Regions from separate parts of the Ovis aries genome. Here region 2 is linked to region 1. Evidence: chromatin contacts called from public Hi-C data. All regions are on one chromosome and are shown on one strand. Each heading gives the region's core, a stretch centred on a gene start, on an enhancer-like site or on the middle of the called end of the contact. The rest is flanking DNA. Distances are from core to core; before and after follow the strand shown. Region 1 holds the start of CLK2 (CDC like kinase 2). Region 2 holds the start of ASH1L (ASH1 like histone lysine methyltransferase).

Region 1 (7,726 bases), core at 3,732-6,231:
AACTAGCTTTTCAGATGTACCCCTCCCCTCTTCAGAGCACTTCGGCAGGGCTGCACATACAGAGAAGCTCCACAGCAGATCCTGAGACGGCAAAGCTTGAAGCTCTGCACTCCTTTCCTCCCCTAACCTCCCTGTGCCCACTGAGACTTTGGTTGCGCCCAGGCAAGGGCATGGTCGGGGAGAGCCATATTGCTGTGTGGAAGCTGTGAAAAGAAGAGGTCATTCAAAGAAGATCATTGGACAATCTGAAGATCCCAACTAGATATGGCAGTTTCAATTTCAGGACACACCTAGTTGCAGCATCAACTGAGGACCCAGCCCCTTCTGACTCTGACTGAAAAAAAATCAATCCTTTCAGCTCCTGAATGAAGCTTGGTGGTCCTCAACTCCAGGCCTCCAGGAAGCCCTGTGTGATTTCAATCAACAGCAAACCCTGGATCTCCTCTTCTCTTTCCTGGCCACCGGAGAAATCCTGTACTGTAAGCTGGGAGAGGAGAGGGAAAGAGGGTTTGCCTTGCCATAGAGCATCTTCACAGCCTGACTCACAGGCAGTCACAAGCCTGGCGGGTGATACAGGAGAGAGGATGGAGAAGAAGCACAATAATAACAGAGATACATGGTTTATGGGGATACATTTGAGGGTGAAATGGTGAGGAGGAGGGAGATGCACAGCAGACTGGAAAAGGTGCACTAGTAGGGTGATACTGAGACAGTAAAAAAGAGAGCAGTGAACGAAACAATGAGAGAAAGAGCATTAAGGGAGTGTGTATGTCTGTGGATTAAAATGACGTCTAGGTTTCCAATGGTGTTTCCAGGCTCCCGATTCACACCTCATCCTCTCTGCTCATTTAGCTCCCCAGGATAGGTGATTGGCACATATCCTTGCCTCATCCAAAAGCTGTCCTTCATTTCCTCCAAGGACAGGGTTGCTCTCCTCCCCTAGCGACCTTGATGTAGAGGTACAGCCTGATGGGGACTATGGAATAGCCCCACCCCCACTCTTCATCCCTTCTCTCTGGTAGTCACCTGGGCGGTGGTCACATGGGCAGTGAACTGGTGCCCCTCTGTTGCTGCCTCAAATCACTCTGAGGCCAGGCCCTAACCCGCCGGATCCCGTCTTCAGCACCAGGGACAGCGATCAGAACTGCTGTCCGGACACCACTCCCTTTCTCCCCGGCATCCCTTTTTTTTTTTTTTGTAGCCTGCCCTGCTGAACTAGCCAGGTACTTGGGGTAGAAATGGGGACAGTGGGAATAGCTCGGTTTCTCCTTTAGGCTGACCCTGAGTTTCGGAACATGACAAAATTTCCCAGATCCCCAGCAAGCAGAACTGGAGGAGACAGCAGTCCCTAATTCCAGTATTCCCCTTGGTCCAGGTGGGGTGTCGGGTTTTTGAAATGGGAAACCCAGGTCTCTGGTGTCCGCTTGTCTCTCCCAGCGCCCCTAGCCTGAAAAGTCACCGAGAACCTCCGGCTGGGGATCCTTCACCCAAGAATTAGGTTGGGGGAAGTGACTCTGTCGGCCCACCAGGGAACCCCTGGGCCGGAAATGAAGTGTCCGTGGAGGGTGGGGCGGGCCCGGCTCCCGTGTCGCGGCCTTGGGGGTGGGAGCTGTGTCCCCTGCCCACCCTGCCGGACCCCCAGTACCGGAAGTCGCTGTACGGGTGGATGATCCAGGCCCCCGCTGACTTGACCCGCTCCTGCTCGATTTCCACTGCTTTGTGGCTGCCGAACACGCGAAGGGAGAACTTGTTGACCGTGGGCTGGAGCAGGGTCCCGAGCTGCCTCCTCTTGGGCTCGGGCCCGGGCCTGGACCCAGGGACCGGAACCGAGGCTGTGGTTGTAGACGCCGGGGCAGCAGGAGGCTCAGCCTCCAACCCAGGGGTCGCCCCGTCGTTGGCCCCAGTCGTGGGCCGCTGCTCCGCCTCCATGACGCCCGTCAGCTTACACGTTTGGCCTCCTAGACCCTGCTGCGGCCATTCGGGACCTCCCGACCCCTCCCGGAGTCGGAGCGGGAGCAGCCGGGCGGGCTCGGAGCGGAGGCGTAGTCGGCTGGGAACTGCCAGAGAGCCGGGCGGAGGGGGTGTGTGCGACAGACTCCTCAGAGGGCGGCGGGCGGGTCGCGCTGCGCCCCCTGGCGACAGCTGCACGGAGGCTGGGCAGGGCGGGCGGAGGCGGGGTCGACCGAGAGCCATCTCGGAAAGAGGCGGGACCAATGTAGTCCGTAACGAGAGGGACACTGAAGTAGGCGTGGCTTAGCCAATATGGGCCGTCCTCCAAGTATAGGAAGAGAAGGAGGGGAAACGCTGCCGGAGCCAACAGAGAGGGTGTGGTCTAGGGCTGAAGGGCTTTTATCCACTGAGCGCCAGGGAGGCGGAGCCTCCCGCAACTGGCGGGAAAACCGGACGCTGGCTGTAGCTCGTGCGGCTTGCGAGGGCGAGAAATTGGGAAGAGATGGGGAATGCCTTTTGAGCTTCCTCTTATCCACTCTCCCTTACGGACTTCCTGCATTTCACTTTTTTCCTCGCAACACTCTCCTAGACATACTCGTTTCCTCTGACTTCTTCATATTGCTCCTTCTAGTATTTCATTTCCAAACTCATCTGCCAGCCCTCACCAAGAGCAACTCTGCCAGTCACTGAGTGGACGCTGAGGATGAACACAAAGTCCTGTCCATAAAGCCAGCGCTCGTCTATGCTTGCAGACAAGACAGGTAAATTACAGTGCTATGTGATGGAAAGGGCTATAAATTCTCTTTTGGGGGGGGCGGGGCGCTGTGCTGGGCAGCTTGCAGGATCTTGGTTCCCTGACCAGGGACTGAACTTGGGCCTTTGGCAGTGAAGGTGCAAAGTCCTAACCACTGGATTGGCAGGGAATTCCCTAAAAGTTCTTAAATATCTCAGATTCTTCCCCTTATCTCCACTTCTTATTATCACTGCCTTATTTCAAGCGCTCAGAATTTGTTCACCTAGATTATTTCAGATGCCCCTTAAGGGGTCTCCAAACTCTCTCAGGGCAATTAGTTTTCCAGAGTTACCTTAGTCTGCCAGAGTTACCTTCCTAAATCCAAATGTAGCTTTATCACTTGCTTGATGTCCTTCAAACTTCCCCATCTTCTATGGGATTACAGTTAAACTCCTTAGAATGACATACAAGGCCCTGTAAAATCTGAACCTAGTTTTAACAACCTCTCTTCTGATAGTTCCTCTCTTGAAAGCCAGGACTCCAATTCTGTTTAAATGCTTCGTTCTGCTTTGTCTCTAGACCTTTGTATTTTCTCTGCCCGGTCTTCTCCAATTCACTTTTCAACAGTTGGTTCAGATGTCATCTCCTCTAGGAAACCTAGACATGCATTTATAACTCTTTTTTCCCTCAAGCTAGGGTCTAGTCTACAGCTTTCCTACAGTGACCAGGACACCACTGTTCATAACAGCTCTTGTCACAAGGCTGCCGTTATTTTATGGAAGAGAGGTCTTTCTCTTCCATTAGACTATGGAGCTCTGAAGAACAAGAGGGTTACACCTGACACAATGCTGAACACAAAGTGGACACTTAGTAAATGGTTGTTGCATGAATAAGGGAAAGTGTTCATGGAAGAGGAAGTGAACTACACTTCCTCCTCACCTCTTAATTATCCTTCCTCATCTATTTTCGGAACTTTTTCTAAACTATTTCTGGCCAACTGATGTAAGCTCCATCTGATTATCTTCCATCCTGGCCCCCCTCTGATATTTCTTTACTTGAATATAGTTATCCTCAGGTTATTTTTTTCATTTCCCTTATTATTACTCAATTCCTTCTATAGCGTCTTTAACTCACCTAGTTTTTCTCAACGCCTCCTTCTTTTTCCTTATTTTTTAATTCAGTAAATTTACACTTCTCATATATTATGTGTAAGTATCTAACATAAAGTTCTCAAATTTTCCCTTCTTTGGCACTTGATTCTCCATCACCCCATTTTTCAAACCTTACCTCCAAGGCAATGCCCCGCCCCTCTCCCAAAAGTGCATAGCTTTTGTTCAAGAGGAAAGGTGGGAGCCCTCTTTGCTGTGGTTAGATTGCCGAACTGCTTTTTAAGAACTGAATATTTAGAGGCTAAGCTCGCGAATCACACCGCATCACAAGCCTCAAAAGGTTAGCAGAGTGGCGACATCCCTTCTTTTCAACCTTCAAACCTAACAAAACAAGACACAGAAGTCTCATGAAATAGGTAAAAGGTTGAGGAAAACTACGGAAGGACACACCACCTACATTAAAAGACGCTTACTCCTGGGAAGGAAAGTTATGACCAACCTAGATAGCATATTCAAAAGCAGAGACATTACTTTGCCAACAAAGTTTCGTCTATCAAGGGTATGGTTTTTCCAGTGGTCATGTATGAATATGAGAGTTGGACTGTGAAGAAAGCTGAACGCCGAAGAATTGATGCCTTTGACCTGTGGTGTTGGAGAAGACTTTTGAGAGCCCCTTGGACTGCAAGGAAATCCAACCAGTCCATCCTAAAGGAGATCGGTCCTGGGTGTTCATTGGAAGGACTGATGCTAAAGCTGAAACGCCAATACTCTGGCCACCTCATGCGTAGAGTTGACTCATTGGAAAAGACCTTGATGCTGGGAGGGATTGGGGGCCGGAGAAGGGGACGACAGAGGATGAGATGGCTGGATGGCATCACTGACTCGATGGACTTGAGTCTGAGTGAACTCCGGGAGTTGGTGATGGACAGGGAGGCCTGGCGTGCTGCGATTCATGGGGTCGCAAAGAGTCGGACACGACTGAGCGACTGAACTGAACGGAAGGACATTAGGTGGGGCAGCTCTGCCCGGTAATCCCCGGCGACTCTCTCCCCGCCCCATGAACTTCCGCCCCCAGTAGCTCCTCTGCTCCAACCGGCCGACCGCAGCGAGCTACGCGAGGACGCGCAGGCGTGCGCGGTCCTGGGGGGGCGGAGCCCAGGGGTAGCTGGGAAGCGACGCAGGACGTGCGTACGTGCTCGCTCGCGGTGGCGGCGGCGGATCGGAGAGGCCAGAGCCGGAGACCGAGCTGGGATCGGGCCCCGGGCGGGGGCGGTGCGAGCGGCGCCAAGCGAATCCTGGGGGCGGGGACGGAGCCGGGGCGGGAGGGACTGGAGCGGAGCCCGGGAACTAGGCGGGAGGTCCCAGGGTCTCGGGTTGGGGGGGTGGAGCCGCACTTCGTCGCCGCGGGGGTGCCGGGACTCCGGCCGCAGTGCCGCCGCCATCACGGACTTCCTGTGGGACAAGCGCACGGGCCTCGCCGCCAGAACGGTGAGCGCGCGGGCTGGCGGGCCGCGGGGCCGCGCGGAAAGATGGCGGCGACTGTGGGGCGGGCGGAGAGAAGATTGGATTGGGGGCAAGGGGCCCGGGCGAGATTAGGAGAGGGGCTGAAAAGCCCCATTCTAGAGCCCCATTTCTAGGGGTTGAAACCTGGAAAGTGGCAGAGGTGCAGTGTAGGAAGATGAGGTGGAAGGTCGACCTGCCTTAGATGTATTTTGGGAAAACCAGTAGGGAAGTTAGGAGAGATCAAAGTAGGAGAAGGAGTGATGGAGTGCGAATAGGAGTGGTTTCAGAGATGAGAAAGAACAGAATATCAAAGTTGGACCAGAGAACCGTCGTGTCCGTTGGAGGATATGGAGAGAGTTTGACTTCAGGAGTGAGTTCTGGATTTTCTAAGTGAGAAAGGGAAAAAAATAGATAAAGAAGTTGAGAAAGGTTGTAGGCTGGAGATCCTTGGGGGATGGGGAGAAGGGAAGCCTGTGAGGAGCTTTGGTGGCCGTGTGTATTTGGTAAGATTGACATTTGTGTGGCTGTGCTAAGCACAGTTGGATTACTTGGGAGAATAGTGTGTTTGCATCTTCTTGGTTGTCTTAAGCACTGTAGGGCCAAGAATGAATCGAATACCACCCGCCTCCTCAATTTGAGAAGTAGCTCAAAATGGGAGCCAGATGTTGGAGTCTCTTAAGCCTTTTCTGCACCTAATGCTGCCACCCCAACCCACCCAACAAGACTTCTCTCCCTGCTATCTTTGGATCTATCTCATTCTGTCCTAGTCTCATCTTCCCTGATTGTGACTGATTTCTTTCTGATTCTTTCCTTGAAGGAAAAAAAGTTTGTGCATCATGCCATTTCAATCCAATCACTGAAAGCTGGCCAACTTAGTTTACTGATGCTGATATTAATTAAAAATCAGTTATTCTGTACATAGTAAGCACAAAAGAGGGGAGGCTGGATGTGAAGCTGACTGCAGCCTGGAGCCTCGTGTATTGTATTAAAACTATGGGAGATTTGGCCAGTGATGTGAGAAATGATTAAGATAGTTCAAAGGGCCAGACCCAAATTCCTGAAACTTACGTTTGGTTTATACAACTGTACCTGGAAACCTGGGAAACTGGATGCCTGCCCTCAGGACATGGATGGCCTATTTGGGGAGATAATCTACACTTTGAGTAATTGTAAAACATTTGTGATAATATTGTGTAGTAAATCATTATTCTCTTTGAATTGTGAGGAACTCAGAATGCCTCAGATCTACCCTAGATACCAGCCAAGGATGAATTGTTGCAGTCTTCATGAGTTGCACAGTCTCACCTGTAATGTGAGCTGTGGCGCAGACCTGAGTGTCTTCAGGAGACCCCCTGTTTGAGGAAAATCAGAACAGAGCAATGAGCTGAGTAGGAGGAAGATTCCTTAAGTTTTCAACCAGAGTTAGTACACTTCTCTATCAAGGAGAAATTGTAAGCCCAGAGGAAGACTGAGGAGTTGTGAATGGTTTAAAAAAAAAAGAAAAGTAGAAATTGAAGAGCAGAAAACAGCATTTCTAGGGCAGCCAGTTCTTGGAGGGGATTTCTGAAAACTCAGATCCTGCCCCTACTATTTCTCCTTTCCCTTTCCTTACAGATGCCTCATCCTCGAAGGTACCACTCTTCAGAGAGAGGCAGCAGGGGGAGTTACCATGAGCACTATCGGAGCCGAAAGCATAAGCGACGAAGAAGCCGCTCCTGGTCAAGCAGCAGTGACCGTACACGGCGGCGCCGACGGGAAGATAGTTACCATGTCCGTTCCCGGAGGTGAGGCTTCAGGAAGAAAAACTCAAATTAGACCCACTCACTTATTTGTTTATTCAACAAAGATTTATCAGTTTCAACCTAAGTAGCTAATATAATGTGATGCTCAAAATGGGTATCAATTTAACCCATTTACACTGTGGTGTTGAGTGTTATCATAGAGGAAGTATGTTTGAAAGGGGCTAAGGAAGCCTCCAACAGGTTTGATTGCAGGGGGGCAAGATACATAGATCAGGGAAAACTTCCCAGAGAACGTGGCATCTAAGCTTGTCTGAATGACAAGAGAAGTGTTGTAGGCAAAGGGAAAACTAATGCAAAGGACTAGGAACTTGAGATGGCTTATCAGTTAATAGATAAAACAGAGTTCAGTCTCCATGGTTTTAATAAGTCAGCCGCATGTTCAGTGGAAGGGATGGGTTAAGGATAGTTTGGAGCAAAGCTGCATGTCAGTCAGAAATGGCTTGAGAGAGAAGCAACTCTTCATGCCATTACATCTCTGGAAGGGAGGAGGAGGCCCTCAGGGGGAGTTGTCCTGCAGGTGTCTTTTTAGAGGTTATGGTGATGTGCAGATGTGGGGGTCCTCCTCTGTGCATAGTTATTTCACGGCCCTGGCTCTTGCTCCTCTCAGAGTGGTTTGAGTGTGTGATAAC
Region 2 (7,726 bases), core at 2,154-4,653, 270 kb before region 1:
TACTTTGCTAAAAGGCAATTACCTGAAACATGAGTTAAAAATCATGGTACCCAAACAAAAATTACAGAGTTCTTCCCGTGGTAAATAGAAAATTATTTATGGACTACATATATATATATATATATATATTTACTAATCATATAAGAGTTCGAAGCTCTATATCTTTATAGTATTTACCATAACTTGTTAAGTGTAAAGTTAACCCTGATGATGCTCCAATAGGTTGTATCTTTAGATGTTTGAAACTTTATTTTAAAAGTATACATCAGGATTTCCCTGGTGGTCCAGTGGTTGAGAATCTGCCTTGGGATGTGGGGAATTTGGATTCGATCCCTGGTCAGGGAACTATGATCCCACACATCTTGGGGTAGCCTGTGAGCCGAAACTAGAGAGCCGATGTGCCACAATTAAGACTAGATGAAGCCAAATAAATAAATATTTTTTAAAAAGTGTACACTGAAAAGCTTTTCTTGCTAATCAGCATTCCACCATTCCCTGCTGCAACATCCCGGCAAGGAAGCATTATGAGATAAATGTTTAATTACTTCTATTCTAGTGGGGAAATCTGAGCTCAACTTAGCTAAGACTGCTGCTGTACAGCAATAGCATAGAGCCCAACTGTCTATTTACAGCTTGAGGACTGATGCCAGAAGCAGAGCAGGAGGGAAACACTGGAAATGTAGGCAGTTTTGCTGAGGGCCTCTCACTGTGCTTAAAGAAAAGTTTCAGTTAAATCTTACCCTCTTTAAATTAAACTACAAAACCATCATCCGAGGCAAAGTACTCTGGAGGTAGTTGTGATTGGGCCCCCTTGCTGTGTTTCCTATTGCTGCTGTAACAAATTACCACAAACCTGGTAATAATAATAAAACAACATAAATTTGTTATCTAGAGTTCTGTGGTTTAGAAATCCAAAATCAAAGTGTCAGCAGGACTGTGTTCTTTCTGGGTGCTCTAGCAGAGAATCTGTCTTCTTGGCTTCTCTAGGTTTCAGAGGTTGCCCTTCATCTTCAAAGCCTGCCGGCAGCAGCTGGTCAGGTCTATGCCCTCCTGCATCACTCTGACACTGATTCTTTGGTCTTCCTCTTCCATCTTTCAAGAACTCTTGTAATTGCAGCGGGGTTACCAGATAATTCAAGGTAATCTCCCTATTTTCAGGTTAGTGATTAGTATCCTTAATTTTCTTTTGCCATGGAACATAACACATTTACTGGTTCCAGGGATTACAACACAGACATCTTTGGGGGAACCATTATTCTGTTTTCCATACTTTCTCTGGTTTAAATAATTTAAGGTTCATTCATTCAATAAGGTCATTTTATTGGGCACTTAATATATTTTAGTCTCTGGTAGGCACCGGGCGCATACATAAAAGAATTGAATACTATCTTATCTGTCTCTACTTAACCAGCAATTCATGAAGTGCAGTTACCAGAAGTTAAAGGCAGAGACTATAAGTAACTCTCTTTATATACAAGTGTAGCGGAATTGTATTAGAAGTGTTTTTTCTTTGTAGCATGTGCAATTATGTTACTAAAAAGAAATTTACTATGAAGGCAATGTGATATAGTGAAAAAAGTTACATTTTTAAGAGCCAGGCAAACTAAAGTCTAAAGATAGTTATCTGACTTTTTTGAGCCTCAGGCTTCTTCTCATCTGTAAAATGGGGATAATATGATCTATTTCAAAGTGTTGTTTATTTTAAGGATTAATAGGAAGGCAAGTTCTCCTGGCATAGTATTTCACAAATGTTAATTTTCTTTCCCTTCTAATATTTTCAGTATCTAAAATTCATTTCAAAATTTCCATGATTTGCTTTACACTAAATTACCAAAGAATATAAAAGAAATGTTAGACATAGTCCCTGACAACAAATTTAAAATGCTTTTAGTAGAGAAATACACTTGCGTACATGGCACAATTAAAAAAGATCAACAGCTCCTAAACAGCTCCATGAAAAAGTTTGGACTTAAGGTTAGGAAAAGCAAACATAGAGTGAGGTAACTGAGGCGAATTTCCCTTAAAAAAAAAAAAAAAAGCAAGCAAACAAAACCAGACTCACATATTGAAATACAGTAAGGAGGAAATTTAGGAGTGTCTAATTTTAGACCTTGAATGGCCTTTGAGATTAATCTAGTATAGTGATTTTCAAACTATTGCCTAGAAGTCCACAGATGTGAAGTAAAAGGGAAACCTAAGTGGATCCCTTGCCTCATTTATTCGGCTTTGCCTACAAGGTGAAACAAAAGATTACTAGAAGACAGCTTTGGAATTATCTGTGGCTTTTAATAGTCCATAATTCTTTTGAATTCAATCAAGAAAAAGTAAATGTTCATGCAGAGTTTTGAGACACAAGTATCAGTAACTATGGAAATCTGATAGACCTAGATTTGCATTGTTTTATTTACGATTTGGAAGAATAGGACACAAACTACCAATTACATCCACAAACCTTATCAACATCACCGTGAACGATAACATAACAGTGCACTTCCCCTGTACCTAGGAGTTAATTTGACTCTACACGTACATCGCACATCAACCCTGAAGGCAGATTAGCGGCTCACTAATTTCTATGCTCAATTTTTCGTTTCTTGTTGATAAAGAACTAAGAAAAATAACTTTCTGAAGGACACACAAGACACGGCAGATGGAGTCCAGACCTGAACTTGATATATATGGTATCTTTATTCCCTAGCCAGGCTGCCTAATGAGGTTGAAAATGTATCATCCATTCATCATCCATCCAAGAAGAATGCGTAAAAATGCACAAAAACATCATCGCATATAAACAGTAGTGTGAAATTCGAGAAATTTAAGCTGGGTTTTAAAAAAAAGAAAAGGAAAAAGTCGACCACTGAGTGGGTTCTTTCCTGAGTCCTAGGTCCGCAACACAGAGCCCAAAGGGAAGCCCCCTAAGGAGGGTCGCCGGCCCTACTGGTCTCACTCCCTACCTCATGGAGGTTCGGAGTCCCGCTCCTTTCCCTCATGGGTACAACCCCCATGCCGGTCCATTTCCTCACCGAGTCAGAAACCAGCTCTCCCCGCCCGGCAAACGGCAGACACTGTCAAGCGCTGTCTCCACGCCGCGCGTCCCGCAGCGGAGAAGCAAGCTCGGGTCGTAAGGCAGGAAGCTGCTCAATGCGCAGCCGCCGCGGCCTCCAACCACCCGCCAGCGGAGGGGCGCTAGGCCGCCCTCGACCCGCTCGCCGCGGCCAGGGCGAGGCCAGCAAAGGAAGCTGCGGCGCCAGGGCGCCGCGGCCAGCGAGGTAAATAGCCACAGGTTTCTCTCCGTCACTCGCGGTCATTCGTGTCCTGACGGCAAGCTCTGCCCACTGCGCCTGTCGCTTTCTCCCCCGCTTCTGCGGCCGACGGGAATGGAACAGTCCCGCGGGGGGGATTGTGGGAGGCGCACGCGTGAGGGGTGGAGGGTATGTCGGGGGGGCCGGAGGAGGAGGAGGCCGCGGCGGCCGTGGCGGCGGTTGGTGGCAGTGGGGGCGGGGAAGGGGGGGAGGAGAGGAGAGGAGGTGGAGGAGGAGGCTTGGGCTCGCGCTGCTGAAGGTACGCGTGAGGGCCCGCGCCAGAGCTGGCTTGACAGGGGCCGAGGGGAAGGGGAGGACTGTGCCACAAGGCGCCCCAGAGGGAGTGCGTGCTGGCTGGCGGGCGCGCGAGGCGGCCGAAGGCGGTGGTTGGTGGGAGCAGCGAGCGACGAGCCCAGATACACTCTGGCGCGTGCGGGCGGGCGTGCGCGCTCCGCCGCCCGAGTCGGCTGAGGGGGGAGGACGAAGGGGGAAAACGCGAGGAGGGAGGAGTGGGAGGTGGGGGGGCACGAGGCGCCCTTCGCTCCCTCCCTCCCAAGGAGCTGCCGCCGCCGCCGCTCTGCCGCCGCCGCTCCCGCCGCCATTTTGGGTTCGCTTTGCGGAGGGGGAGAAGATCCCCGTCTCGGTTGCGGGACCCGCCTCCCCTCAGTTTCCCCCGCTTAGCCCCACGCCTTTCCCCTCTCCTCTCTCGCATTTCCGCCAGTCCGCTCACCCGCTGGCCGCCTCCTGACAAGCGGGAGGGATCCGCTGTGGACCAAGGGAAGCGGAGGAGCCTGGTGGCGGCCGCCCCCTCTTCCCCACTTCCCTGCACTCTCATCTCCCTCGGCCTCGGCCTCTGACACGGTGAGTAGAACCGTCTGGGGAGGCCTTTGGGCCTAAGTACTTCCTCAGCGACCCAGCCCCTGGCTTCCTGGGAGCTACTGTCATCTCCCGGACCTGGACCTCCGGGAGAGCGGTGGTAAGGATGGGGGAGGGGAGGGGAGGGCAGGGGATCCTGCGCTTACCGGGAAGTCCCTCCTGGCGGGGGTGCAGGGGTGTCCCTGACAGGCGGGCTCCTGCTGGGGGAGGGGGCGGGAAAGTAAGCGAGTGGAGGCGGAGTCGGCTGTGCCCCTGACAGGTTAGTTTGTATCTTGTGGAGGAAGGATTGGAGCATCCCCCATAGTCCTGTTTGTTTCGTGGAAGGGATAAAAGTGGCAGGAGGGAAGATTTTCCGTACGGCCAGATCTGTGGTGTCTCTGACATGCTGAACTGTATGTAGGGACGACAGAATGATCTCAGTTCCGCAAGTTTAATAAATGTTACTCGTGGCTTTGGGCATTGAAAGACATGTTTTTGGTCTAGAAGACAGATGGTCTGTTGGTGTATAGCGGCTGTGTTTGTGTGAGTATACAAGGAAGGAAAGTGTTCCGGAAGAGTTTGCTTGTATTTTTACAAGTGTAATGGAGTTCCCCTTATACTAGCTTATTTTTAAAATAAAGCTTGGGATGTTCCTTGCTGGTTGATGTGTTTGTGTATTTCAGGGTTTGGGATTGCCTTAATACTTACTTGGAAAGAGAAGTCATGGTAGTATTTTGGAAATATAGCATGTAAGTGGTGGGGTCCAGAATAGGAGAAACTTATCATAGTCAGCTATTCTTAAGAATAGTTTGTTGCTCAGAATAGGGTGAATTGTTTAGATGTAAAGGCCCAGAACATCTTTACTTGAACAATGTACTGTGAGTGTATAAAGAATGGATGGAGTTTTTGTTGACCTGAGTTTGTATTAACACTTCGTAATAGAATAAAGCTTTTATATTGTTCAGAATGCTCTGTTTGTAATCATAAATAAATCTCTGTGGAAATGGTAGGATGAATGTTTTCTCCCATTTACAAAATAGGAAATTGAGGCATGAAGACATCATTTTTTCAAGGTCATTTGTTAAATTGGTGACAAATTTGGGACTGTAATAGATACTTTTGACTCCTAGTCCAGTAGTATAGTCATCATATCATGACATCTCAGGAGATCTTTGTCAGGCAAATCTGAGTTTATTGGAAAGATAAGGGCATATTGAATGGTATTTGGTAGAGATCAGTTGTGTCAGACAGAACATAGGTTGTCTTTGCCAGGTTGGCCTGTGAGAGATGGGTATTCCATGAGGATATTACTTTTTGTTTATGGAGGAAGCAGAGCATTTCTAACACTTGAGTTTGTGTATTTGAGGGAGGGATATTTAACTGGTAACATAGAAGCAGGGTGGGGGCTGACAGCTTAACTTTAAGGGATAAAGGATCTTCTTTCATTCATTCAACAAATATTTACTGAGTAACTACTCAATAAATGGTCCCTGCCTTGGGGTGAGAAAAATCAAGGTGACCCTGTTGAAGCAGCTCGGGTACATTTGTCTTGACAGTGGTAAATACTGAGACAGTGATACATATTGAGTCAGGTGAGGTAGACAGGTCAGTGTGGAGTTGAAACTCAAAAACCTTCCTCAAAAGTGTACTCAGTTTGGAGGGAATTTAGATCTTCCAGATGTTTCACTGTGGAAGCATACAAGTGTATTTAAGCATCTAATAGGGTGCCCAGTTTGTGGTAGAGTGTGCTGCCTTTTGCATTTTCTTTGGGCATTTCCCAGTAAACTGTTTTGGGGATCTGGAATTGTCAATATATGTGCCTGTGAATATTGGAACTTTTTGGCCGCGCTGAAGAAATTCTTCGAAAGACTAATTTTGTAGTAAGGATCCCCTTCTCTGAACATGAGAGAAGTATACTTGAATTAAGGCAACTTAACTGTATTTCTCCGGAAAATAGAGTGTTCTTGATTTGCTGGATTAGTGGTTCTTAGAAGTTTTTTGGGGGGGTCCACTTATTTTTCTGAGAATGTGATGAAAAAACCCTCACTGTAGAAAATGATGGGCATGAGCACAATCACACAAATTATGCATACAGTTTTTAGAAACTTAAATTGTAATGAAGTAGAGCCAATTTATATTTAAGTCTCATTTAAAAGTCTTTTTTTAAAAATAGTTTTGTTTGGGAGTGGAGATGTTGGTATGAGTTTAAGATGAAAGATTTTTTGACAGTGAGCATGCTGACAGTAAGGAGAACTTTAAGATCTTTTTTATTCTGTTTATTTTGTTTTCTGTTCTTTGCAGATTGATTTCTACAGTGTTAAAACATGATTCTAACTAGGTGATCAGAGAATGTGATATAACACAAATGTTTATAGATTTATTCTTTCTCATAATTATTCATATTCTCAAACTGATTGTTTTCCAGTTTTGCATTGGGAGTGAGGAGTTTTGAAGTTCATTTCTTGGAAATTATCTTAGTTATAACAAATGTTTTTGAGTTGTTTTTATGCAGGGGACACAAAGATGAATAATATATAGCCTTTGTCGTTGAAGCTATTCTAATTCAGTTGAAGTTATGAATTGCATGTTAGTGGGAGCCTTTAAAAGGGCAAGGTGGAAGGAAGCATATTTCTAGAAGTTGAGATTTCATGACTTAGTTGCCTGAGAGGTTTTGCTGTTATTCTTAGGAAGTTACAAAGTCTTCACATTCTGTATGCAACTTTGCAGCTTTAAAAATGTGTTTTGGTATCATTTGATGTTTTGAGATGAAGGATCTCTGGCTTGAAAAGGATGCAAATGTTGGTGGCATTTTTTATCTTGTTTTGGATGTATTTCTGTAGTGGGTTTACATAAAAAGGTCTTAATGTCATTTTTAAATATACAGGTATCTAGAAAACACTCTGGGGTGACTTGAAAGACTACCGCTGAATCTAGCACTGAAAATTAAAAATAATTACTGAATTTTTTAAAGAAAAGAAACTCAGAAAGGTGTTTTAATGGTACAGATTACAGGATTCAGTAAGATAATGGAAAGATCTTAAGAAAAATGGTCTGATTGTCTCTATTGTCATGTTCTCTGGGTAAGAAAAGTCATGTAAATTTGTGAAAAGTTTTTATTTTCTCTAGTTTTTAACTTGGATTTCTCTAGTTTTTAACTTGGATAGTAGGTTCCTACATTAAAAAAAAAATAACATGTCATTTATATGTGCGTGTGTAATGTGTCTATATCTTTGCATATGGATAACATATGTATATAGTCTCCTCTGTGTATGAGATACTTCACAATTTAAAAAAACAACTATTGCAATAATTACAAAAAATACACAGGATCTTTAAGGATCAGGAATAGAGTGATTTTCATGTCCTGTTCTTGGGTTGTATTCTAGCACAACTTCCCTGTGTCTTGCTCAGTACTGTGTCTTTATAGTATTAGCAGTACCACTTGAGGTTTTATTCGAAGTCTTCCATGCCTTATGAATAAAGAATTTGGACACATTCAGTCCTGCCTAAAATAATCTGCCTGCACATAGTGGGAAAGTTTTACCGTGTGTGTAGGTGGTGAGTCTCCA

Evidence for each region. A called contact is a pair of places that touch in the nucleus more often than the background predicts.
Region 2: a Hi-C map of liver shows a contact between it and region 1, with 2.4 times the contacts expected there. The contact joins the promoter of ASH1L here to the promoter of CLK2 in region 1. A contact is called at or near these places in 2 of 16 Hi-C or Micro-C datasets (liver and muscle).

What each region holds. Positions count from the first base shown.
Region 1 is chr1:105,442,299-105,450,024 of ARS-UI_Ramb_v3.0, reverse strand. CLK2 (CDC like kinase 2) reads left to right here and starts at 4,981. Exons shown (of 13, transcript XM_027976108.3): 1 at 4,981-5,280; 2 at 6,910-7,079. The coding sequence starts at 6,910. It overlaps HCN3 (hyperpolarization activated cyclic nucleotide gated potassium channel 3), which reads right to left and starts at 2,087. Exons shown (of 8, transcript XM_042255149.1): 1 at 1,646-2,087. The coding sequence starts at 1,929.
Region 2 is chr1:105,707,804-105,715,529 of ARS-UI_Ramb_v3.0, reverse strand. It overlaps ASH1L (ASH1 like histone lysine methyltransferase), which reads left to right and starts at 3,403. Exons shown (of 28, transcript XM_060414916.1): 1 at 3,403-3,561; 2 at 4,024-4,163. It overlaps DAP3 (death associated protein 3), which reads right to left. Exons shown (of 11, transcript XM_060415012.1): 1 at 4,325-7,726. The coding sequence starts at 4,473.